Regions from separate parts of the Zea mays genome. Here region 1 is linked to region 2. The links are chromatin contacts, called in public Hi-C maps. All regions are on one chromosome and are shown on one strand. The core of a region is the stretch at or near the end of the contact, and the rest is flanking DNA. Distances in the headings are between cores, read along the strand shown.

Region 1 (7,531 bases), core at 1,403-3,902, 140 kb before region 2:
ACAGAATGGAAACAATGGGTATTCAGAAACAACATACCTGGAATCCACGAGATCATCTTTACAGGATAGAACTTTTATAGCATGCTCAAAAACAGATAAGACATCTTCTCCCATGTGTATGGCATGCACAGAGAAACTGCATCAAAAGAAAATGAGCCGGAACATCAGGAATCCATTCGCATGGAAGCATGTCAAGGCTTAACTACAGAAATTAGATTGAATATACAGACCCTAAGTTGGATCATAAATGTACATATTGCTTACTTGTGGTTCACATGGCTGACTAAAGGAAGATCATAATGCTGAAGTTTCTTAACAGTAGTCTTATAGAACGGGGTAAGAACTTCACCAACTGGAGGGATTCTTGTGTGCTCAAATATGTGATCTATTTTTGTAAACCAGCGCTCCAGTTCTTCAGGCCCCAACTTAAACTCTAACAAAACCAAGGAACAGTTAATGCTTAGTATAAACAAACTGACTACAAACTTTGTGATTTGATATAGATGATTTACCATGCCGTCCATTTCCATCAAATCCAATAAAGATGAAGTTCACAGGGATCGGAAGATATATGGAATCAACCTCTGCCAGGCTCAAATAGTTTGCAATATTACCTTGGTATAAGAAAAGACGAAATTTAGTAGTGAAAAGAACTCTGCTTCTTAAATAAGTACACACAACAATAGCACCTAGACTATCCATACTTCATGTGTGATTCCTGATTGTCTGAGATGGATGTGCATAATATAATTAGTCAAGGCTGCAACTACAATCACTTCTCAAAATACAAGATCAAACAAAAAAGGCAGGTAGCAAGTGCTTAAAACTCCCGCACAGGTGGATCTAGGAAACGGAATCCCTAGGCAACCTTACCCTTGTTTATTTGAGGCTGATTCAAACCCAGGACCTTAAGGAGGCTGATAACAAACCTGCTACTCCACAGCAATAGCATATTATTGAAATTTTAGACATAACCGGCATGCTGATATACTACACTAATGTAGCTAAGCTTATCAGTTGGTCATATATCCGGCAAACTAATATTTGTGGTTTTTTGTCTAAACTGCAAGCTAAACTCCACATGCAGTCATATGGACTTGATTTTTATCTCCAGTTGGCCACACCACTTAATCAACAAAGTACATGCATATCTGGACAGAAAGGTTGCTAATCTGGAATTATGTAGTCTCTCCCTGCTCTAGTTCACCTGTTGCAACATTGTGGCCTTTCTAGGGGCACCTAAACATAATTATCTTCACCCACGACATTCATATTCACATATCCATAAGAAAAAAGGAGCTGATGATATGAATAACAACTCACAAGGTACAAATGACCCAGAAATTATTATGTGCTCGCTTGTGCTAGCTGCGGCTGAAGTGCAGCTAGTCACTGCTACAGTAATTTGCTGCAGCAGTGGCTGGCTGCTGCCACAGTCAGTGGTAAATATTAGGCTACTCAGTAAATGGCATTATGTATTGATACAGTACACTGGGAAATTTGGATCCATACCATTAAAAGATCACCACTTTGGATCCATACCATTACTATCTCACTTACATGTGGGTCCACATGAGTCAATGACATGTGGGGTCCATGGTATATATCTAAAGTTTGGATCTTTTAATGGTATAGATCCAATTGTTCCTTACGCATATCATTGTAGAGGCTTTGGCAGAGCAGAAAGTATCGAGTACCAAGAATCCAAGATTTATTCAAAAAATTCAGTTAGCCTGTTTGAAATGTGCCCTGTGTTATATAATTGTAGAGGCTTTGGCAGAGCAGAAAGTACCGAGTACCAAGAATCCAAGATTTATTCAAAATAATCAGTTAGCCTGTTTGAAATGTGTATGTGCCCTGTGTTATATAACCCCAGGAGTGCCAACAGACGCAAGGAGCCTACCAGCTCTTGTGAAGTTGAGCAGGCCGTTTTTGCTAGAGTCCCGCGACGCAGAACCTTCCAAGTCATCGAACTCTACAAAATCAAATGAGCACAAGCCGTCAATGTGGTATCAAGCATAAGCACAGCATGCAACAAGCAAACAGAAATCCATAAAAAACGATTAAAAGAGAAAATCAAAGGATCCGGACCTTTACGGATGATCGACTCAGTCCAGAACTTGCTCTTGTCCTTGAGGTTAAAGAGCGAGAACACCGAGGACGCCCCCGAGCTGCCGATCTTGCGCGTCCGGGTCCCCGGCGTAGACTCGGCCGCCTCCGGGGACGGCGCCTGCCGCGTCCAGAGGACAAGAGGAAGGGAAATTCAAATCCATAAGGGACCTCAACATGGTCAGATCCAGTCAGTGGATCGGGGGTTTGGGCGGAGATCAGGTTACCTGGAGGAGCAGCAAGAGTAGGAGCGGAAGCGCGAGGAAGTGGGAAGGCATTCGGAAGGGGGGCATCTTGCCGGCTGTGGTGCCGACTGCCGAGGCGCCGCAGCAGTACGGAAAACGGGGAGTTAGTGAAGACCGGAAACTGGAGGGCGTCCGCCGGCGGCACTGGGGGTTTTGGTGTGTGCTCCGGTTCCCGAGTCCCCGACTCACGAAGTCCCGAGTCCCAAGATAACTCAAGTCCTCGTATGAAAATAATAAAGTGAAGTACTGATTATGTTGAAACTTGGATACTTACACTAATTTCACATGTAACTCATACAAATAAGTGAAAGTGAAAGGAAAGAAATGTGGGCATCTTATAGATCTTATGATCCAAACATTTTTTATGGTTACATATGGACATATGTTGTATCTCCGTAAAATTTCACGATTTTTTAAGACTATTTATGTATTATTAATTTCTTGTCATAGAAAATCATCAAAATACAATTAAATTATTAAAATATTGTTTAAACAAAAATTTGATGTATTACAAAGTCATAGATCTCTTCAAGCTCTACAATTTTCATATAAACTTTATCTTCATCCGATTTCATATGTAAAAGTTATGATTTTATAACTATATTATGCAGAAAAAGAAAAAACGGGTACCCGAATTCCAGGTACCCGTATCCGATCCGGGATTTTCGGGTACTGACCGGGTATTAGTGATTCCGTATCCTACCCGTATCCGAGGTTCAATATCCGGGTAATACCCGTATCCGTCCCGACAAACAAAATACCCGTATCCGTATTCGAAATTACGTCCCGTTTTGGTACCCGTATCCGATACCCGTTCCGGGTACCCGTCCCGTTTTCATCCCTAGGTTCGGTTCGGCTGGAGCTGGGCGTTCTTCGGTTTCTTCTTCCAGATCGGGAGCTCTCCACTCCTCCAATCGGCAATGAACGGCCACGATGACGTGTTACCGAAATGGACATAAATTTTACGTATCGAATCGGGATAGAATCAAGATCTATTCCTATTTAGTTTTAAAACTAAAATTAATCAAGTGCTCTAACTTAGAGCCTATTTGGAACCATCCAGTTTTTTAAAAAAGTTTATAAAAACTGATGTGATTCCAAACATAACAATTTATGCATCAGGTTTAGATTAAAAGAAAATGTGGTATTGGACCATTTCTAATTGTTTTGATAATTAAATGTATAACACATCATTTTGATCTGACACTTTAGATATGAGCATGAGCACAGGTTCAAAAAAAAAGCAAATTGAATACAAGAAGTCTAAATAAGTTGAATTGGAAGGCCAAGAGTGCAACTTTAGGTAAACCTATAAAAATATGAGGTTTAAGTATTTGAATAAGTTGCAGTTACATTATACTATGTTTCTTGCACTTTTGTTTGGTTACTAACTCACTTGTGCAAGAAAAATGGCTTTTGGACTTAGTAATAAGCACATTGAAAATCATAGAAAAAGGAATGAAAATATATAATTCCAACACTTAGTTAATTATTTTAGGTACCAATTATGTTTGTCTAAATGCTATAGAACCTCTCAAGTCAAGTCAAAAGAAGCCAAAGAAGTTTGGCACAGAAGAGAAGAAATTGGGCTAGTCTGGGCAGCACATGACAGGCCGGTGGCCTCTACGGCGAACTGGCCATCCTCGGCCTCTACTCGGCTCGGCCAATGCCTACATTGGCCATGTCAGCAGCGCCAACGGTTAAATGGGTCAACTGATAGTCCGGTGCCCCCCCCCATGAACAAGAAACCAGCAATCAGAGGATTTAGGATCGTTCCATTATGCACTGTTCGGTGTGCACTGGACAGTCCGATGCATCTACGGATTGAGAAAGTTTTGGAGCTTCCAAATGAAGCTCCAACGGCTCTTATGCCCCTTAGGGCTATAAAAGGGACCCCTATGCTCCATGGAGAAGTACCCGAGCATACCAAGAGCACACCAACACTCTGATTCATTGCATCCACGCAGTTCTGTGATTGTAGAGATCCGAGCACTTGTTTCGAGTTGTTCTACTGACATGGAGTTGCGCTGGTTTCTTTGGCTTTTCTTGTGTGTGTTGCGCTTTTGTGTGTGTTCTTCTCCCTCCCTTACTCTGATTTTGGATTGTGGTCATCTTGTGTAAGGCGTAGGATATTCCAACTTGTGGAGATTCCTCGCAAACGGGTTGAGATATAAGGAAGAATATTGTGGCACTTAAGTTAGATCTTTGGATCACTTGAGAGGGGTTGGGTGTAACCCTTGACCGAAGGAGGTTACCACAACGTGGAGTAGGCTTTGGCCGAACCACGGAGAAAAATCGTTGTGTCCCTTGTCCACTTTACTTTACTGTGATTTTTGTCTTCCTTAGTACTTATACTTCACTTACATATTGCTCCTAGTTTAATACACATCTCAAGAGAGCAATCAAGTGAAGAGTCAATTTTTCTCTCCCCTTCTCATACGAACTTGGTTTTATTTTACACTAACACCTTTTATAGACCAAGTTTGTGTTGTTTTAATTTACACTAACATGATCATAATACAAATGTAACATTAATCCTAAAGCCAGGTAGAGCAATAGCAAGTCTACCCAGTAATTCATTTGTCTGCAAGAGGTGGGGTAAACAAATCTAGGGAAACCTATTAGGTCCCATCAAATTAACCTGAGCATGTCACAGTGGTTAACAAAGAACATTATTAAGTAAAGAAGAGTGATCAAGGACACAACTTGCCTTAGACTCGAGATTCCAGGTACTTCACCAATTTGTCTTCGGGTTTCTCGTGACCTCACTGAAAGGGAATTAGGCTTACACCTATTTTCCTAATTGATTTTGGTGGTTGAATTGCCCAACACAAATAAGTGGACTAACTAGTTGACTCTAGTCTATAAGTTATACAGGTGCCAAGGGTTCACACTTAGCCAATAAAAAGACCAAAAAATGGGTTCAACAAAGAGAGCAAGGGATAACCGAAGGTTGCCCTGGTCTGGCGCACCGGACAGTCCGGTGTGCCACCGGACAGTGTCCGGTGCACCAGGGGACTCCAAGCCAAACTTTGCACCTTCGGGAAGTCTCAGAGGCGTTTCGCTATAATTCACCGGACTGTCCGGTGCACCACCGGACAGTGTCCGGTGCTCCAGAGGAGAGCGACTCTGAACTCGCCAGCTTCGGGAATCCGCTCCGCTATAATTCACCGGACATGTTCGGTGCACACCGGACTGTCCGGTGAGCCAGCGGAGCAACGGCTACTTCGCGCCAACGGTCGACTGCAACGCATTAAATGCGCGCCAGCGTGCGCAGAGGAGCAGAGCACGCGCGGGTGGCACACCAGACAGTCTACAGGACTTGTCCGGTGCGCCACCGGACAGCCAGGCGAGCCCACACGTCAGAGCTCCAACGGTCGGAACCCAACGGCCTAGTGACGTGGCTGGCGCACCGGACTGTCCGGTGCACCTTGCGACAGCAGCCTCCACCAAACGGCTAGTTTGGTGGTTGGGGTTATAAATACCCCCAACCACCCCACATTCAAGTCATCCAAGTTTCTCAACTTCCAACCACTTACAAGAGCTCTAGCATTCAATTCTAGACACACCTAAGTGATCAAATCCTCTCCCAATTCCACAAAAGCTTTAGTGTTAAGTGAGAGAGATTTGTTGTGTTCTTTTGAGCTCTTGTGCTTGGATTGCTTTCTTTCTCATTCTTTCTTGATATCAAACTCACTTGTAATTGAGGCAAGAGACATCAATCGTGTGGTGATCCTTGTGGGAACTTTGTGTTCCAAGTGATTGAGAAGAAAAGCTCACTCGGTCCGAGGGACCGTTTGAGAGAGGGAAAGGGTTGAAAGAGACCCGGTCTTTGTGACCACCTCAACGGGGAGTAGGTTTACAAGAACCGAACCTCGGTAAAACAAATCCGCGTGTCAAACTCTTTATTCGCTTGCGATTTGTTTTACGCCCTCTCTCTCGGACTCGTTTCTATTTCTAACGCTAACCCGGCTTGTAGTTGTGATTAAGTTTGTAAATTTCAGATTCGCCCTATTCACCCCCCCCCCCCTCTAGGCGACTTTCAATTGGTATCAAAGCCTGGTGCTTCATTAGAGCCTAACCGCTCGAAGTGATGTCGGGAGAACACACCAAGAAGGAGATGGAGACCGGCGACAAGCCCACTACAAGCCACGGGAAGGCTTCATCGAAAGAGTCCCGCAAAAAGGAGAAGAAAGCCTCTTCCCACAAGTTGCATTGGAGTAGCGACAAGAAAAAGAAGATGAGGAAGGTGGTCTACTACGAGACTGACACTTCATCACCTTCCACCTCCGGCTCCGACGCGCCATCCATTACTTCTAAGCGCCATGAGCGCAAGAAGTTTAGTAAGATCCCCTTACGCTATCCTCGCACTCCTAGACATACACCTTTACTTTCCATCACATTAGGCAAACCACCAACATTTGATGGTGAAGATTATGCTAGGTGGAGTGATTTAATGTGATTTCATCTAACCTCACTCCACAAAAGTATATGGGATGTTGTTGAGTTTGGTGTATAGGTACCATCCGTAGGGGATGAAGATTATGATGTGGATGAAGTGGCCCAAATCGAGCACTTCAACTCCCAAGCCACAACTATACTCCTCGCCTCTCTAAGTCGAGAGGAGTATAACAAGGTGCAATGATTAAAGAGCGCCAAGGAAGTTTGGGACGTGCTCAAGACCGCACACGTGGGAGATGAGCTAACCAAGATCACCAAGCGGGAAACGATCGAGGGGGAGCTCGGTCGCTTCCGGCTTCGCAAAGGGGAAGAGCCACAAGACATGTACAACCGGCTCAAAACCTTGGTGAACCAAGTGCGCAACCTCGGGAGCAAAAAGTGGGATGACCACGAGATGGTTAAGGTTATTCTTAGATCACTTATTTTCCTTAACCCTACTCAAGTTCAATTAATTCGTGGTAATCCTAGATATACACTAATGACTCCCGAGGAAGTAATCAGGAATTTTGTGAGCTTTGAGTATATGATCAAGGGCTCAAAGAAAATCAATGAGCTAGATGATCCCTCCACATCCGAAGCTCAACCGGTTGCATTCAAGGCAACGGAGGAGAAGAAGGAGGAGTCTACATCAAGTAGACAACCAATCGACGCCTCAAATCTCGACAATGAGGAAATGGCGCTCGTCATCAAGAGCTTCCGCCAAATCCTAAAGCAAA
Region 2 (6,915 bases), core at 1,696-4,195:
TGAAACATCATCCACCTTCGCACCTCCTTTGCCTCCTCCAATCTTCCATGTGACGCATAGATATTAGCAAGCTGGACATAGTTCCCGGTATTACCTGGCTCAATCACAAAAAAGCTTCTTGGCAACCTCCTTACCCATCTCAAGTTCCCTGCAGTTCATGCAAGCCCAAAGGAGTGCCCCAAGGACTGATGCATCTGGCTTAGGTCCCATCTGGTGAATGAATTGTTTTGCCTCAGTTAGAAGGCCTACTCGCCCAAACATGTCAAGTTGTCAACAATGCACGCATAGTGCTCATTTTGTGGTGTGATCTTATGAACTCGAGTCGTCGAATCGAAGTACCTGTGTCCTTGCTCAACAAGTCCGCTGTGGCTACAGCAAGAGAGAACACTCACAAATGTGATGTGGTCCGGAGGAATGCCATTCTCTCGTATTCTCAAATACATCAATTGCCTGCATGCCATGTCCATGCTGCTGCAGTGCAGTTATCATAGCCGTCCTGGACATTATATGCAGATGATCTTTTGCCCCCACAAATGCTCGGTGTGCATCGTCCAAGCAGCTATATTTGGAATACATGGTGATTAGCGAGCTAGCAACGCCATCACTGTATAAGAACCCTGTCTTCACGACGGAGGCATGCATGCTTGCTCCTATAACCCATGCCGACATACACGCTGATGCCTCCAATACAGTAGCAAAGGCTACATCATCCGGCAGTGCTACCATGCTCCACCCTCCCCACGCTAAGCACCAACAAAAAATAGTGCAAAGTGAGCACTCAAACTCACACCCTTCTACTTTAGAAATTTGGGGCTAACCACAAGACCCCATATACTTTAGTGTTTGGTGTTTAAAAGTAATAAACAATAATTATATTTGCAGTCTAGGCGCCCTCTCCATGTCCTCCGCCTCGTGGCAACGCACGGGCACATACCTAGTAATATAATTAATCTTATTAAGTTTACTTTGGTTCATTTATATATTATGATTTATTTATTTGTAGATAAATATTTATATGTATTGAAAACATTCATATGTACGTGTCGGTGTTTGGACTAAGGGTCCTAACCAACTAGTAAATAATGCCACGTGCCCAGAATCTAGATTGTGTGCGAGTTGACAGAAGCAGTTTGTCTTGGTTCGGGAAATGCAAAGCCCTACTTCCAGCAGAGGAGGGATGAGGCTTATATTACTCGCACCGCGGTGCTCGCAGTAGAAATTACAAGCACAGCGGGAGAGGGGAAGTCCCCAAGTCCCTAGAACTGATTGAGCCAAGTGCGAATATCAAAAGACTTGGTGTAAACTACTAAGTGTTCGCCTGCCCTTGGAAGAACTACCACTGCCCTATTTATACACCTAGGAGATGTATATTGGTGAAGCCTGGGGCCGTCGTATTCCCAAGGGAGATGTCTTGATGTCCTGTGAGAGACATGACGATGCACTATGTTGTTGACTTGCGCTCGCTGATTTCCTGCTGAGAGCCGAGGTCGAGGCCGAGGGGTTGGCCGTAAGTCCGAGCCTTCAGGGGAAGGGGTGCCCATACCGTAGTTGTTGTAACAGCACTTTGGTATGGGTAACAACCTGTTCACGAGGTGCGTCACCGTCCTTGTGCGGGATGACGTCGTGATTCTTTTGCTGCGATTATCGGGGTCAAAGCCCAGCTCGGGCGAGGCGGAAGTCTTCCCGAGGCGCTGGTTGAGCCACCCCTGACGTGTGCCACAGTTGGCGGAGTGGCCGCCCGCGGGATTCACGGCGGGGCAGGTAGCCGAAGCCGACCTCGGACGAGGTAGAGAAATCACCTGAGTCCGAACTCAGCGTCGGGCGAGGCGTAGTTTTTGCGCCCGAGGGCCGGCTGCTTCTATTGTCGTATTAAATGTCCCATCGGGGGATGACAGACGGCGTGCGTGTACAGCAGCGGGGGCATAATCATGCTGTTGCGCCTGGACATGATCGCTGTCTTGTTAGGTACTATGCTCCCGTGCCGCTGCGTGAGTGTTCCCCGCTAGCCTTCGGGCGCCTTTGTCCTATCTGCCTGGGATCAGCTCAGGCGAGATGGACGGAGTGGTGGTGGCTTCGAGCGAGTCAGAGATTTGACTGAGGTAGGAGACCCTTGGGGAGAGGCCTCGGGTCAGGAGTTGTCTCGGCTGATTCCCTTTGGAGGTTATGTCTTAACTTCTCCTGAGTACGTCTTTCGAGAGGAATAATTCGGGTACCCCTAATTATCACCGCAAAGAATACATTTATTATTTATTTATATATTTCATTTCTGAAACAATTATTAATATATATATATATATATATATTATTTTTGGAGTTGTCTTTATCTATAGATGTTAATATGTTATATATTTTTAATTTGAAAATACTATCTCCAAGTATCGTTTATGTCCATAAAATTTAAAATTAGAAAACAACTTGTATGTGGATAAAAAAGGAAAATCTCGTTGAGGGGTAAAGTACAGCAACTGAAATAGTTGAGGGAAAGAAACCGAACCAACCCATAGTTTAGGAGGTTATATGGACCTAGGATAAAATTGAGGATATTATTTTTAAACTTTTTTTATATAAGTCGTATAGATATTGATTTTGTTCCTACTATAAAACTACCGATAATCAAATATACATGTAATCTTCAAAACCAAATAAATATTCGAATGCGAATCCAAATTCGTGATGCTAATTTTATATTTTGTATGTGGCAATATTTATGTATGGATACATATTCAGATTAAAATATGATAAGTAGTCCAATCTGAATTCAGTTCCACACGAATTCAATCCAAATCCATTGGCAGAAGATTTTTTTTTTTTGGCATTTCCCAAGGGATGGAGCCGATGTCTCGATCATTGGCCTTGGCAGAAGTAGCGTAGCGTAGCGTAGCGTTGCGTCTTGGGCCCTTGGCGAGGCTCGCGTGCACACCTCGTCACTCCCGCTGCGTGATTCCACGACCACGACAACGCTTGGCACTCGGTTCTCGTTTGGAAAATCATCCAGCTAGAGCCTTTTCGGTTATTGATGTACTATATGGAGTATATATTTTAATTTGATATGGATTTAAACATATCTAATCTCCTCAAATATAGACCTTTTCGCATATCCCATATAGGCTCGAAGGGATTGAAAATTTTTAATAAGAACTTTTGATTTGATATGACTTTAAACTTATCTAATTCGGTCCAATCTATATGGATTGGCACTAAAACGAATAAGCCTCTATATCGACTGTCCGAGCGAAACTCGGGCTCAAAATCTTTTTTTTTCTTCTCATAATGGGTTTCAAAATCGTATGGACTGAGCGCTGTTGTGTAAGAAAATTATATGGTGTACAAGTTGGTGTTGCGTGTAAGCTACCTCGAGCAAACCATTATACTATTATTACATCAAAATTGGTTTCCGTGAAAGCAATCCTCCGACACTGCGGAGCTGCGGCATGGCGTGCCAGCAAGTCCAGCGCGCGCCATCCGCTGGGCACGGCGACGCTGGGAATGATTCAGAGTATTATCTCGGACACCTGTGGGCTTTAAGACGCAGATTCCGTCAACAAACACTGTAGGGCGATCTGTTTGCTTGAGACTACACACGGCTCTGATACTTCGCAGCAGATCAATCAATGCCTTACCCTTAACGGTGAGACCGACTAACAGGTCCAGAGACCGATTTGTGACTTTGTGGTAGAGATGACAATGGTATTACTTGCCCAAACTCGTACCTATAAAGAAAAAATACGTCCGCTAAAAAACCTATACCCATGACGGGTATAAAATTTTGCCCAAACACATACACATGCGGGTTTCGAGTACCCAACGAGTTTCCCATACCCACTAACATCAACATAAAAAATAATTCATCATGTAAATGACAATCAATACATTAATAAGCTAGCATAAAATTGAACAAGTGATAACTAATTTTAGCCTAAAATTTGTTACATGAAATTTATTTCAATTAGAACATATTTAATTAATAATATTATGAGACATATTTATAAGAAATGTTGATTTTAAGGTGGGTTTTAAAAACCCATGGGTTTGCGGGTATGGGTAGTGGAAGAACAAACTCATGCCCACGTACCCGTTGGGTTTCCATTTGAACCCATTAACAAACCCGTGGGTAGAGAAATTGACCCAAACCCATACCCTAATAGAGCAAAAACCCACCGGGTTTCGGGTAGCGGGTACCTATTGCCATCTCTACTTTGTGGACAGCCTGTTGTACACCAAAAAAGACTAGCGGACGGTCCGGCCCTGAGGCCGGACGATCCGCAGTCCGGACAATCTGCGATGGTGGCGCGGACGGTCCACGCGTGCACAGAGACAGTTAGGGTTTCTAGTTTCTCGCGGGATTTGTTATCTAAAACCGCGAGATTAACTCGGGAAACAGTTTGAAGTGGATCCAGACCTCCCCTTTATATAGATGAAGGGCTACGACCGATTGAACCCCCAACAATCGATCAAATTAAGTCTATTTCTCGTTTTTACCTTATGCATTAGGAGTAGCTCTAGTTTAGTTCTAGTTTAGTATTCCAATCACCAAATTCTCCGCTTCTCTTCAACTCTACGTCGATTAGAGGAGTCTAGGTCGGCCTGCTGAGTCTAGACAACACCTAGGATCTCTCCTCCCCGACGGGGTCCCTCCCGGGAGCGAGATCCAGGCGTCGCCGGCGACCTTCGCCGCCCCTGCGCACGCGCGGACCGTCCGACCGTCAGGCAGGGAACCAAGCCCCTGTACCAGGTCGCGGACCGTCTGGCCCCTGGCCGTGGACCGTCCGCGCCTCTGCAGAGGGCGCCGCCGCCGGTTCTCGTTATAGTGATTGGCGCCCGAAAAGGTGTCAACATACTTTTGGCGACTCCGCTAGGGACTAGGTGTCTAGACCTGCTAAAAATCGACCCATAGATGGCCGGTTCTAAGGACCACACCAAGATCTCCACCAACAACATCATCAAGCCAGCCATGGAGGCGCTCTCGACTGATGACCAAAGACCCTTTGAAGACCTCGTAATGCGCGATGAGAAGGAGGTGATGCGGCAATGGAACAAACAACGCAACAAGGAAGAGGCGGAACTGTTGCATAAACTCTCGAAACGGCGCAAGGAGGCGGTGGAAAAGTACTTGTCACACTTCACGGTGGATCGCCACCAGAAGATCATCCGTCAAGGGGAGATCGATATGGAATCTCTCCTGCCTCCACTTCAAGGTCCCGATGTAAGTGCTCTAGATCTATCTCTTACGACTTTCATGGTCAATGAGGAGATCAGTTAAAGCAATATGTAGATGAATCTATTAAAATGCATCTACGTTCATACGAGAAATCAACTGCTCCTAGCTTTCCATCGCGAGAGTCTAATACAGAGCCACCCACGCCAAACACATCGGCTATAAACGGGTCACCCTTGACCCAGCCATCATATGGTATGCCGATGCACGCTTTCGTGTCACCATCACAGGCGCAACCACTAGGCACGCGATAGGTACTGGACGTGGCCGGGCCGTCCGAGCATCATCTCAGACAGTCCGGTTATACTGCGGACCGTCCGACGTATTTCGCCGGACCGTCCAACCCGACGCAGGCCTGCACACAAAACGCTCAGGTCGCATCATGTATGGCCGGACCATCAGGGTACAACCCCGAACAATTCGGCCCCATCTCGGACCGTTCGGTGCATCACGCCGGACCGTCCGGATATGTTGCGGACCGTCCGCTATCTTACGTCGGACCGTCCGGATATGGCATGAACCGGCCGACGTATTATGTCGGACCATCCGACTCTACACGAGTCCACGCGCAGACCGCCCAAGTCGCGCCATATATGACCGATCCGTCCGGGTACAGCCCTGGACCATTCGACCCGATCGCGGACCGTCCAGTTCTTTACGACAGATGGTCTGGGTACGAGACTGCTCAGGTAGCACCATATACGGCTGGACAATCTGGATATACCTTCGGACCGTTTGGCCCGGTCGCGGACCATCCGACCTCTTACGCACGCCGGACCGTCCGGATATGTGTACGCAGAGCCGAGAGCTGCGCAATACACACAGTTCCCACATTCTTTGCAACTACATTATGGTGCCCCACCAGCAACACATTATAATCATGCCATACCACCTCATGGGCATAGGGCTGAATATTGTTCGGCCACAAGAGAGCCTGAGAGGTATAGGGCAGGAGCTGGTGACATTAATAGGACACCTAACACACACCTCAAACACCCCTGGGAGGAAAGCCGACAGAGTGATGTCAGACAACCTGAGATTTCCACCCACAAACTCAATGGATGGTCGCCAGACATGGCGGAGAGGATCAGAGACGAGGAAGCCGGGATGTTCAGGGACAAACTCGGTGTTAGTATGTCAGGTACAGGGCAATCGTATCGAAAGCCTTATAGCCACGGATTCGACACCGTGCCATATCCACAGAGAACTAGAATACCAGACTTCTCTAAATTTTTTGGTGAAGGTGGGAAAAGCACACATGAACATATTAGCCAATTCATAGCACACTTGGGAGAATTGACTGATGGGGAAGCCTACCGCATTCGTTTATTCTCGTTGTCCCTTACTGATACTGCATTCGCATGGTACGCAGCTTTGCCACCAAACTCTATTAATTCTTGGGAAGAATTAGAGCGGAAAATTCATGAACACTTCTTCTCAGGAGAACATGAATTAGAATTGGCTGACTTAGCTTCAGTCCGACAGGGGCCTGAAGAATCGGTTAATGACTATATCTGGAGGTTCCGGGACACTAGAAACCAATGCTTTCAGATCCATGTCGCAGAAAAACAACTAACATGGCTCGCTTTCAATGGGTTGCGACCCTACTTAAAAGAAAAATTAGATGGCACCCAATTCTTTTCTCTAGTGCATTTGCACCAGCGAGCTATGACCTGTGAAAGCCGAAGTAAGGAAACATC

The links. A called contact is a pair of places that touch in the nucleus more often than the background predicts.
Region 1: a Hi-C map of leaf shows a contact between it and region 2, with 5 times the contacts expected there. The contact joins the promoter of LOC103627145 here to the enhancer-like site in region 2. A contact is called at or near these places in 5 of 25 Hi-C or Micro-C datasets (ear, leaf, leaf mesophyll and 2 more).

The regions. Positions count from the first base shown.
Region 1 is chr5:162,270,735-162,278,265 of Zm-B73-REFERENCE-NAM-5.0, reverse strand. LOC103627145 reads right to left here and starts at 2,652. Exons shown (of 25, transcript XM_008647453.3): 1 at 2,337-2,652; 2 at 2,092-2,230; 3 at 1,904-1,975; 4 at 513-614; 5 at 265-433; 6 at 38-136. The coding sequence starts at 2,402.
Region 2 is chr5:162,130,456-162,137,370 of Zm-B73-REFERENCE-NAM-5.0, reverse strand. No RefSeq gene overlaps it. Among protein-coding and RNA genes, the nearest start is that of LOC103627142, 5.7 kb to the left of the region's middle. Within about 2 kb of position 2,945, at least 13 of the 20 cell types and tissues checked have an H3K27ac peak or open chromatin away from gene starts, as enhancers often do. A contact at or near this core is called in leaf and leaf mesophyll, where this site is marked.